2 separate regions of the Mus musculus genome follow, and region 1 is linked to region 2. The links are chromatin contacts, called in public HiChIP or PLAC-seq maps. All regions are on one chromosome and are shown on one strand. Each heading gives the region's core, a stretch centred on a gene start, on an enhancer-like site or on the middle of the called end of the contact. The rest is flanking DNA. Distances are from core to core; before and after follow the strand shown. Region 1 overlaps Ptprr (protein tyrosine phosphatase, receptor type, R). Region 2 holds the start of 4930579P08Rik (RIKEN cDNA 4930579P08 gene).

Region 1 (5,186 bases), core at 2,175-4,674, 460 kb after region 2:
ATTTATTTTCTTCTAGAGAGAAATCTCAGAAGTGTGGCCAGAGCTGTCTCCTTTTATCCCCCCAACCCCCTTCTCATCAGCTTTGGCTCTCGAGCCATGGAGACCCGGCTCCTATTCTGATTTCTTTCAGATACCTTCCCAAAGGCTACCAGCTTCCCTGGCAAACTTTGAGAGAGATGTCTCAGGGAACTGAGGTAGCCCCACTCACCCAAGCTCCCGAGGATCAAGCAGGTTAGAATCGTCATGTAAAACTCAGCCTCCATTTTCCACTTAACAACGGTTCATGCTTCGCTTTGGGGAAAAAAAAAATTTCTCCCAGATAAGAGAGGCAAAGAGTAGGAAGGAAACGTGCTTCACGGAGAGGGGGAAAGTCAGTGACACACTTCCTCCAATTGAATTGTTTGGGGGGGAAGTTTTACACCAGTGTCCTTTTGTCTGTTTCCTTAGAAAGGAGGGATAATGTCCATCTCTTTTTAAAATGTAGAGCCAGCCTCCGGGAGCCAGAACAAACCCCAGAAAGTCACCCCTGCCACCCCTCTGGCACATGCTTATGTCTTAACCTCAAGATGGAGAAAGGGAATCGTAATGGTAGATAATTGAGTCTTCCTGCATCACGGCTTCTTTTCAGGTGATACGATTCTGCCCCATCTACGTAAGCCATGTAATTTATGGGGTCTGTGACAAGTGATATAAAGACATAAACATGTACTGTTTGTATAATGAGATGCTGGCGTCCATAAGGAAAACCACATAATGATGGAGCTCTGAGATCATTATCTCTCAAGTGATTACAAGATTGCAATTGGAGAGAGTCATCTCCCGCCCTGAGGAAAAGACTAAAATTAAATCCGTCCTATTACCTCCTTCAGTTTACCGGGAGTAAGTAAAGAAGAGGCTTCACTCAGTATTTACTGTTAAGAGTCATTTATTGGGAGTACGAAAGAAAGTCAGCTTTGCTGCATTGAAAATTCATATCTGAGCAGAACATCTCCTGTTTGCTGAGTGTGATTATTTTGCCTTCATTTGTCTCTTGAGGAAGGAGGTCTTTTAGAAATGTGAGGTCGTGCATGACAGTGTCCTCGGAAAAACTTTTGGGGATGAAACAGGTTGGAGCATTCCCCAAAGGCACCTGCTTCTTATTGGGAGAGAGATACCAGGTAGACACCATATTTAAAAATCCCTTCTTAGTAAAAGAGAGATGAGTATTTAAAATTATTGATACTTTATAGTTGCTATAAATTTGTTTATCCCCTTTTAAAGTAAAACAAGTCACAATGTAGAAATATAGTAGTTAGTATTGTGGAACAGGAGCCACTTGTATGCCTAATAATAGAATATATATGTGTACATATACATATAATATACATATACATATACATATATATCCAACGACAGTCATTGTGCTCTGTAATTGATCCATAGGAGATACTATAAATGCACACTTAATAGATATAATCAAGACACATGTCCATATAAAATAGTCACTGCATTTGATTTTTTTTTTTTTTCCAAAAACAAAAATGTCTTGGTTAAAAATCCATTGTCGATCACTCGAAACTTGAGCAGCAAGATTCTGGTAACTGAGATAGTTAATAGCACTTACAACAGGGACAGTTGGACAGCTGACAGTCCAGTCACAAGACAGGCTTTATGAACATTAAAGCATCTAAACACAGGATAATGTCAGCAGCTCCTCCAGTCTCTGAATATCACACACATCGATTCTGTGCGGCGGAGAGGCGACACAGACAGAACAAAACCCTCCTCAGGCTGCGAGAGGACTGTCATGCCTCCATCAGCACAGGACCTTCAGAATAACTGGGGGGATGCCTACGAACGCAGTCCTATACACAAAGGCTGGCAATCTTTCATGTTGCCAGATCTTCCACAATCAGTGCCTTAGGCTGGCTTTAGAGCCTCCTCGTCCATTGCAGGGAGCCCCTCTTGGAGCTCTTGGTAGGTAATTTGATGAATCACCCGGTGAGAGATTGACACTCTGGTAAATCTTCGGAGTCACTCGACAGTTTCTGGTGAAAGTCTGCTCTCGAACAGGCACAGAGCATGGTGCACAAATTCATACTGCTCGCTGGTTTGGACCATACCACCCCTGCATGGAAGAGATTATAAAATCACTCAGTTTTGCTGACACCTTATAATACTGTAACCGAAACATGACGCTAGAATGAGTCTTATGCCAAACAGGCAGAATAGCTGATCTAGTGAATTTTTTTTCTACCCTTTTTACCATCCTGGCTGGCGAAGTTAATATGTTAGTGCAGTCCCATGCTGTGCACCAATGCTGTATCATGGTGCGTTATGCACAGGTTAGCGATAACGATGATGCTGGTGTGAACGAGCCTACCTGGTGGCAGCTGTAATTACTGTACATTTCCTTGGAATGGATCATGCTAACTTTGTTGATAGCATTGGTATTTACTATGCTTCTTAGTGTGACTTAGCATGTACTCTGATTTCAGTGTTAAGGGTTGACTGGACAACTGTATGCCATGTAAGGCTAGCAGCCACTGCGTGCATCTCATAGCTATTGCACCTCTTGACAGTGCCATCTTCTCCTGTGCTTCCATTGGTTCCTGGTGGCTTTGAGAGAAGCAGGAAATGCTGTACATATAGCACGTCATCTAGTTGTGTGGTAGGTCATGCTATCCGGGTTTTTACATGTAGACTATATAATGTTCACATAACAATGAAGCTGTCTAATGATACATTTTTGAGACCACCTCTCCATAATTAAGCAACACATGACTCTCTCTCTCTATTCATATATATACACACATATATACATATACTCAGTCATATATATGCACATGTATGTGTATATGTATATATGTAGACATGTATATATGTAGACATGTATACACACACACACACACACACACACACATATATATCTCAATATAATGCCATGTACTCTAGGTACCCGATTATTTATTTTAGTGTTTTGAGACAGGGTCTCATATCATTTAGACCAGTATTGACTTCACACTGTGGTAGTAGATGGCCTTGAACCTTGATCCTCCTGCATCCTGGAAATGCTTTTACCTATGTACGGTTAGCAGAACAGTCGTAGAACCTCATGGATAAAAAACTGGATTCTGGAGTAGGTCAGAACACCCAGCTCAAAGACTTCTTGTGCTCATTTGAACTGTGTGATTTACACAAATTCCTTAAAAGCATTTGGTTTCATCTCCCCCACCCCCACCTTTGTTAAAGCAAGACAATGGCTATGTTACAAAGTTCTGAGCATTACTAGGTCAACGTGGAGCAGCTGGAGTGGCAGTATTAGTTTACTAGAGTCTTATCCATCCTGAAACGCATTATCTACTTGGGCTAAGCACAGTGGATGTAGGTTAACAAAACACAGCTGAGCTGCGTTCTATCTCTCTTCAGACAAGTCAAAGATCTCCTGGAAAGTGGTTTCTTTAAGGCTATCTGGGCACCAACCAGCCTTTGGGTATGCTAGGTATCTAAACACAATGGTGGGTGGGTCTTTTAGCTGGCTGGAAGCTGGGAATTGGCTCTTGCTTTTGCTCTGTTGGGGCCAGCACCATCACAGCTGTCCAGCATCCCCCCCCCCCCCGCCCTGTGGCACAGCTCAGTGGCAGGCAGCTACTCTGTGTGGAAACAGTCTATTCTTCATCCCACCTTCATATACACAATACTTAGTCACACTTTTTCTCCTAGGGTGATGGTTCTTTCAGCTTGACAAAATTGTCAGACACTACTGTAAAAGCTAACCCACTTTTCATTTTGTGGAATAAGAGCATCGTGATTGATAGTCATGATCTGAAGATCTGAATTCTTCTAATCTCTCTGTAACTGTTCAGTTGCACAACAAATCCCATTTTAGTCTGTCTTTGTCTTATCTAGGTTTTTTTTTTTTTCTTTTATTCATTTCTAGTGCTGGTTGGTACTATTCAAAATCGTTTTCAGACCACGGTAGCACTTCCAACTTAAAAGCGTGATGTGTCGCTGTCACTGTCACATGACTTCTGGCTAAGGATAACTGAAACTAGCTCTGTCTATAGGCTTCCTAAGCCTGCCACACTGCTAAAGCAGCAAGGCTACATCCTCTGAGGTAAACAGTGATTCCTCAGGCAGGTTTGACATGGTGCCAAAACCATGTATCCAGCAAGAAACAAAGAGGTAACTGGTTTCCTGAGGTAGCAAACTTCTGTGAAGAAATATTACCACAGTCTTTCCAACGGGAACTGTATGTTTGTTTTCCAAGCGTTGGCTGGTCAGAACGTGACAACAGAAATGGCAACTCAGGAGACACGCTCTTTTCCAAGTTGTGTGATGACGTCTGGGAAAGTTTTACGAAAAAAAAAACAAAACCAAAAAACAAAGCAGGTGTTCAGGAGATGGTAGTCTAGACTGCAAAGCCTGGGAGATGCAGCCACAGTCAAGATTAGGGCAGCTGCAGGGCACTGAGAGGCACCTCCCTTCCTTTGACATTCCCTCAGAGAATGGACACTCCTACGTCAAGCTGTGGGCTGTACGTGGAACCTTTGTGTGCACTGCCTCTCGTGGGCACTGCTCTGTGAACGTCTTCCTACCATTTACCTCACCTTGAGGCAAGATACCCCCTCTTTCTTGACTGTTCTGTTCAGCACTAGAATTTGTATGTCCAGTGGGTGGGCCAAAGCAATCACAGTTGAGGTCTTAGTAACGGTTCACAGGCTCAGCAGTATGTGACCAGGGCAGGAAGAATGTCACTGGGACCAAGGTCTGTTGACTGTAACAGATTCAGTTAACTAAGTCAAGGTTGCTGCAGTGGCCGGCCATTGAAGGTGGGGGAAGGTGGGAACACACAGTGCCCTGTGGTAACATTCTTGTCACTCTGAAAGCGTCAGGAAGACCCAGGGAAAGTGTTGTTATTTTCCATTTCTTTTGGAGGACAAGAACAAAAGGAGTAACGTCTGAGGAGTCCTCAAAGATCATTCACTGGAATTACTGGCAAAAACTTGTTTCTTTATAGGCCGGGCGGTCAGCCAGCTTCTGGAATGCTCACAGGCAGAGATACCTTTAGAGCAGGCTTCCGAAGACATCAAAACGAATCTCTCTCTAACATTCTCACTCTATTGGCCAACTGGAATAGCCCCAGTAGGTCTCAAGATTCTCCTTGTAGTCACACAATAGTTCTTGAAATGATGAAAACAACCATC
Region 2 (5,257 bases), core at 678-3,177:
GATACATCTCATGCCGGTGGCAACTGTGGGATAAGCAGAGAGAAGTCACCTGCTTTAGTTAGACTTTGTGCTTCTGATATCTGGGTCCTACACGCCAGCAGAGAGAGGTGGCGGGTAAAGTTTGTTCTCCTTTGCTGCTGTGTTAGGAACAGTGACTTCAATGGCGTCTCAGGACCTCTTCTGGGTACTAAAATTGATTGACAGAAACAATAAAATGATGGGTGTGCTCTTCAATTGATATCTCAAGTTTATGGAGTCTGTCTTACAATACAGCAATTTGCAGTGTAGATACTAATATTGAGTTTCCCTCTGATAACCTCCACTCCTTACACACACACACAATCACAACCACAATACACACTTACTATTTGAGTGTGTGTGTCTTCCTCTCTATCGGTCTGTCTCTCTCTGTCTCTCTGTCTCTGTCTCTCTGTCTCTCTCTCTGAGTCTGGCATATAGCTTTTCTGATGTACCAATGGGAACAAAGACTCAGATTCATGCAGTGTTTTTGATGAGTTCCTACGGCCGTGTATTTACAGTGATGAGCTTTTTCTGAACCCCAACTCAACAAGCACGACTTGACTAAGAAGTTGGGAAGATTTTTCTTGGTTTCGCTGGTCTTGAGCTCCACCACTGGGCAGAGGGGAACCTTTGCTGTGCCTTTCTTTCACTGTCCTGTGGGCACCTTTGAGTCAGGCCCACTTGAGAAGGCAGCTGTTCCAATCAGGGTGTGGATCTTTCCACAAACACTTGTCATCTCCCGATTGCTTGGAGACAGAGGCAGAATGAGATGAAACAGGGAGGGGGAAGGGCACGTGGACGGGAGACTGAAAAAGCTGTTAAATGGAGAGAGGACACTAAGGGAACGAATTTTCTTTAGCTGTGTTCACAGGAGTTTCTCACGTGATACATTCGTGTCTCCCCCCCACTCTCTCTGTAGCACTGGGCTAGTTATGTGCACTGTGGCACTTCACACCCGAAAAGCCTTTTGTGTAGGTATTGTAATCTCTGTCTTTCATAGATCCAGAAAGCCATCTGTTTATTAAATTCTAATTCACACACTCCTCCAGAGAAGTTCCCCCCTACCTTGCCCCCCCCTTCTCTCTCTCTCTCTCTCTCTCTCGAATGGAACCATGGAATCCAGGGACTTAGATGTGTGAGCCAAGCTCTCTACCACAGAGAGATATTCCTATTCTTTTCACCTTTTGATTTTACAGATTTTTGGGCTTATTTTGAGACAATGTTGCTAGGTCACCTAGGCTGACCCCGAAACTCACTCTGTAGCCCAGGCAGATCTGGCACTTTCAATCCCCCTGCCTCAGCCTTCCAAGTAGCTAAGATTACAAGTCCCCACATCTGATGGAGAGCTGGCTCAGCGGTTAAGATCACTGTCTGCTCTTCCAGAGGTTCTTAGTTCAATTCCCAGCAACCAAGTGGTGGCTCACAACCATCTGTAATGGGATCTGATGCCCTCTTCTGCTCTTCTGATATGCAGGTCTACATTCAGTTAAAGCACTCATTAAAAAAAAAATTAAAGGAAAAAAAAAACGTACAATCAAGACTATCAGGCCTGGCTTGGGGTGGGAGTGGGGTGGGGTGTCCCCCTTTCTAAGAATACATAGAATTATACTCTATTTGAGACCAAGCTGCGAGGCTTCTCCTTAGGATGCAAATTTTGGGAGAGGGATGGTCTAGTTTTGGCTCCAGAGCAGACAGGTTCATCCCACCTTCGGGCAGCTGGAGCTGCTGAGCAGAAAGACAGACAATCTGGTCTAAAGAGTCCTTCACAGTGTGTGTGGGAGCTCGCCATTACAAGCAAAGAGAAGGCAAAACAAGGAGCAGAAGGCACAACTGGGTCTGAGATATAGACAGCTGTTGGACCAGGCTGCAGACATCCTGTGTACACAGACCTGGACCTCTACAGCGCAGGCGCGGAGCCAACCGCCTCATCCCACCACCCCCCCCCCCCCCGCACCCCCCTATCCCCACCCCCCACCCCCGCCTCCTAGCTTGGTCTACCTAACTCTTCAAGTCCTGCTCTGGCAATTCCTTCCCGTTCCTCCTCCCTCTCCAGTTTCTGTCACAGAGCCAGCCTGAAAACAGGTATGAGGTGGTGGGTCAGGTTCCATGAAGGAGTTGTATTTATTAGGCCACCCGCAGGGTAAGGGACAGCCTGAAGAGGGAAGCCCAGCTAAAGCAGGTTCCCACAGGAGTAAGGCGCAGGCTCACCTTGAACAACACACTACCTTCAAGGCCAATTAGATGGGAGGGGGTCTCCTGTAGCACCAACCTCCCGTGGAAAAGGCTTCCCTTTCCCTATGGAGGCCACGGGTTCATTCTGAGGGCTCCACTAGTCAGTGTGAAAGACAGAAAGGATCTTTATGAACTACAAACAGAAACGTGCATCACCGGGCTTAAGTCAAAAAAAGAAAAAGAGAGAATCTAGACATTTCTTACAGAGAACACAATTACAACATCTCTTTCTGATGATGAAAGTATCGCTTTGTTCAGTTTGAAAATAACTAAAATAAATAAATATACAATACTCTTATAATTCTTATTCTGGGCAAACAACATCTTTGGGTAACTTCCTTTTCCCCTTAAACTGAAGGAAGCAGCAGTGTGATTGGCCGCTGAACCGTCTGCTAGTCTTACTACTTTGTGTCTAACATCTCTTCTTTCAAGCTGAAGTTGTTTCCTGATTTTTCTTCTCCCACCTACAGCAGCCACAGGTCGCTTTTCCCTCCCAACGGGTCCGGCTGGCTGTGTGTTCTCATCTGTTAGCTAGAAGGGGCGCGTTTGTCTTTCTAATACTCTCTCAGATCTTTTGGGGTGTGCGGAGTTTGTGCGCTTGGAGTTTTTGGCCCTTCTTGCCCTCAGCCTTCATTCCTAAGCTGCCGGCACTTTTCTGCAGCCTACAGTCCCCGTGTGAAGCTAGCCTTGAACTTATTCTCTTGGGTTGCCAGCCTATCATTTCCGCAAAGCTCACGGCAGGAGAATGCCCAGTACTTTCAGTATCTTTCACTGGAGGTGTAATCTGAACGAGCTGACTGAGAGCAGCCCTTGTTCAAGTGAGTGTTGGCATCCTCTTCTCCCCCGGCGCCCCACTCCCAAACCCCAGCAAGTCAGGCTTCACAAGGAGACGCAACAAGGACTGTGGAAAAATGGAGAGAGAAACTGAGCTGCAATCCCACAGTCCCAAACAGTTCATGAAGTGCGCGCTTGGAGAGAGAGAGCCACAAGGCCCCTGGGAGCCTTTGTTTTTCCGAAAGCAGGAAGGTGTCGGAATTCTAACTGAAAAGTCTAGCTGAGCTGGATGGGGGAGGGTAAACTGACTCACTGGAAGCCCTTGGTGGCAGAGGAGGAACAGAAGAAATAGAAAATGTCTGTGGATCTTGAAAGATGACAAGGCAAAATTCAGGGAGCGTAAACCAACACCTGGCACCTGAGCTTGAAGCGGGCAACAGCATTAGCTAAGTAACGCGGCGCTTCTGAGAGGGCAACTTTGTATGGAAAATGAAATCATGCCAGGACAGACCTTTTTAGTGTGTGATGGACTGGATGTCCACGTTTAGCAAATGCAAGCTAAACAGGATGACGTCCTGCACAGGAGATGCGGGAGGAAGCTAAAGCTTACAGCTTGCACCCTGCATGTCACATATGACGGACGTCACTTAGACCCAGAACCGAGAAGATAGAAAAGGCTCTTAGCAAAAGTCAACAAGAGATGGGATGGACAGGGACCATCTGACAGGAATTTAAAGCAGCCACCAGGAAATTGCTTTAGCAGGGAATTACGAGCTAACGAGAAAACAAACACAGCAGAAAGTTTGAGAGAAGTGAAAAGGAGGAAGAGGAAGAAGGGGAACCTTACAACTGAAAAAGTGGAAAAAATAAACCCTGTTAATTAAAAATATGAAAATGAGATAGACAATTTTAAAAACAAAATACAAATGACCACTTACATGAAAACGTACCCAGCCTCACTAATCACAAGCAAATCAAAACCACAATGAAATGTCACCTTAGTTGGAAAGGTTACCTCCCTCCCCCAAAGAGACAGAAAAGAATGAACATTGGTGGATGAGAAAGGCGAGTCCCATACACACACTGTTAGTAAAAATTAATAAATACCACCATTACATTGTGTGACACAGCAGGTCCCACTACCCACAGCACATCTAAAGGAACTGAGACTAACAAGTGAATGAGAAATCGCTGCCATGTTTACTGTGGCAATATTCACAATACCCAGGACATGGAATCAAGCTAAATGTCCACCAGGAAATGGACAAAGTGAAGAACGTCATATACACAATGGAATATTACTCAATCATGAAAAAGTGAAAAAGCTGCTGTGGGCAGCAACATGGAACCAAAGGTCACCCAGTGAACTAAGTCAGTAATAGAAAGACAAATGCTTTCATTTAAACATGGATGCTGAAAAGCTGATCTCAAAGGAGCAAAGGCTAGGATAGTGGTTAACAAAGCCTGGGCAGGTTGGATGACACTGGACAGGACACAGAGGATTCCTAACTGGTACAGGGGTGACCCTGAGTAGAGGCAGCATCCAATGTTCTATAGCACGATAGCACATTGTAAGTTCTATGGGATAGCCATAGTGACAGCAATTCACTGAATATTTCAAAATAATAGCATATTCCCAGCAAAAAGGTAAATTAATATTTGAGGTGATGGTTCTGCCAGTTATCCAGTCCTGATCAGTACCTACTTATGTATTAAAACACTATACTATACCCCATTGATACATGTATCACAGTGTGCCATTAAAAATAGAACTGAAACAATTTTAAATACTTACTGGATATAATCAATAATTGAATGAATAGAACATAGGAAAATGTTTGAGAACTCGAGATGGGAAAAGCAGAAGTTGCATAACTTGAGCAACAGGGAGCCCTAGCTATCTGGATGTAATGTGACCTAATGTGACAGATTTAACCTTGGTACAGTAGACTTCCGCAGGCAGGGCGGGGTGGGGGCAGGGCAGGGCGGGGCAAGGGAGGGGGAACAGCATGGCAGAGGAAAGGTGCTCAAGTAAGTAATGGCCAAAAACTCCCCTAAAGCCAAGATCAGGAAGGTCAGTGGATCTCAGATGAAAAAAATCCACGTCTTCCTCACATTTAGTCAGGTGAAAGAGAAGTCATGAGCTTTCTAAATTATGTTGGATGGTTGATTAAATGTCTCTAACGTTATCTAGTGCTGTTCTTAACATATGCAATGGAAATAGGAAAGA

The links. HiChIP or PLAC-seq counts read pairs in DNA pulled down with a chosen protein or histone mark.
Region 1: a contact with region 2 is called in an H3K27ac HiChIP or PLAC-seq map of extraembryonic endoderm stem cells. The contact joins the enhancer-like site here to the promoter of 4930579P08Rik in region 2. A contact is called at or near these places in 7 of 39 promoter capture datasets (the 3T3-L1 cell line, 3T3-L1-derived adipocytes, the HPC-7 cell line and 3 more), 1 of 484 Hi-C or Micro-C datasets (adipose-derived mesenchymal stem cells), 1 of 115 datasets of contacts at active chromatin or transcription factors (extraembryonic endoderm stem cells) and 2 of 9 other capture datasets (adipose tissue and liver).

What each region holds. Positions count from the first base shown.
Region 1 is chr10:116,270,654-116,275,839 of GRCm38.p6, reverse strand. It overlaps Ptprr (protein tyrosine phosphatase, receptor type, R), which reads right to left. Exons shown (of 14, transcript NM_011217.2): 14 at 911-2,107. The coding sequence ends at 2,014. It also overlaps a transcript of Ptprb not described here. Among named protein-coding and RNA genes, the nearest start is that of Ptprb, 28 kb to the left of the region's middle. Within about 2 kb of position 3,424, at least 14 of the 459 cell types and tissues checked have an H3K27ac peak or open chromatin away from gene starts, as enhancers often do. A contact at or near this core is called in adipose tissue and extraembryonic endoderm stem cells, where this site is marked.
Region 2 is chr10:116,725,923-116,731,179 of GRCm38.p6, reverse strand. 4930579P08Rik (RIKEN cDNA 4930579P08 gene) reads right to left here and starts at 1,927. Exons shown (of 3, transcript NR_131036.1): 1 at 1,728-1,927; 2 at 50-187. 1700030O20Rik (RIKEN cDNA 1700030O20 gene) reads left to right here and starts at 2,003. Exons shown (of 3, transcript NR_045345.1): 1 at 2,003-2,103.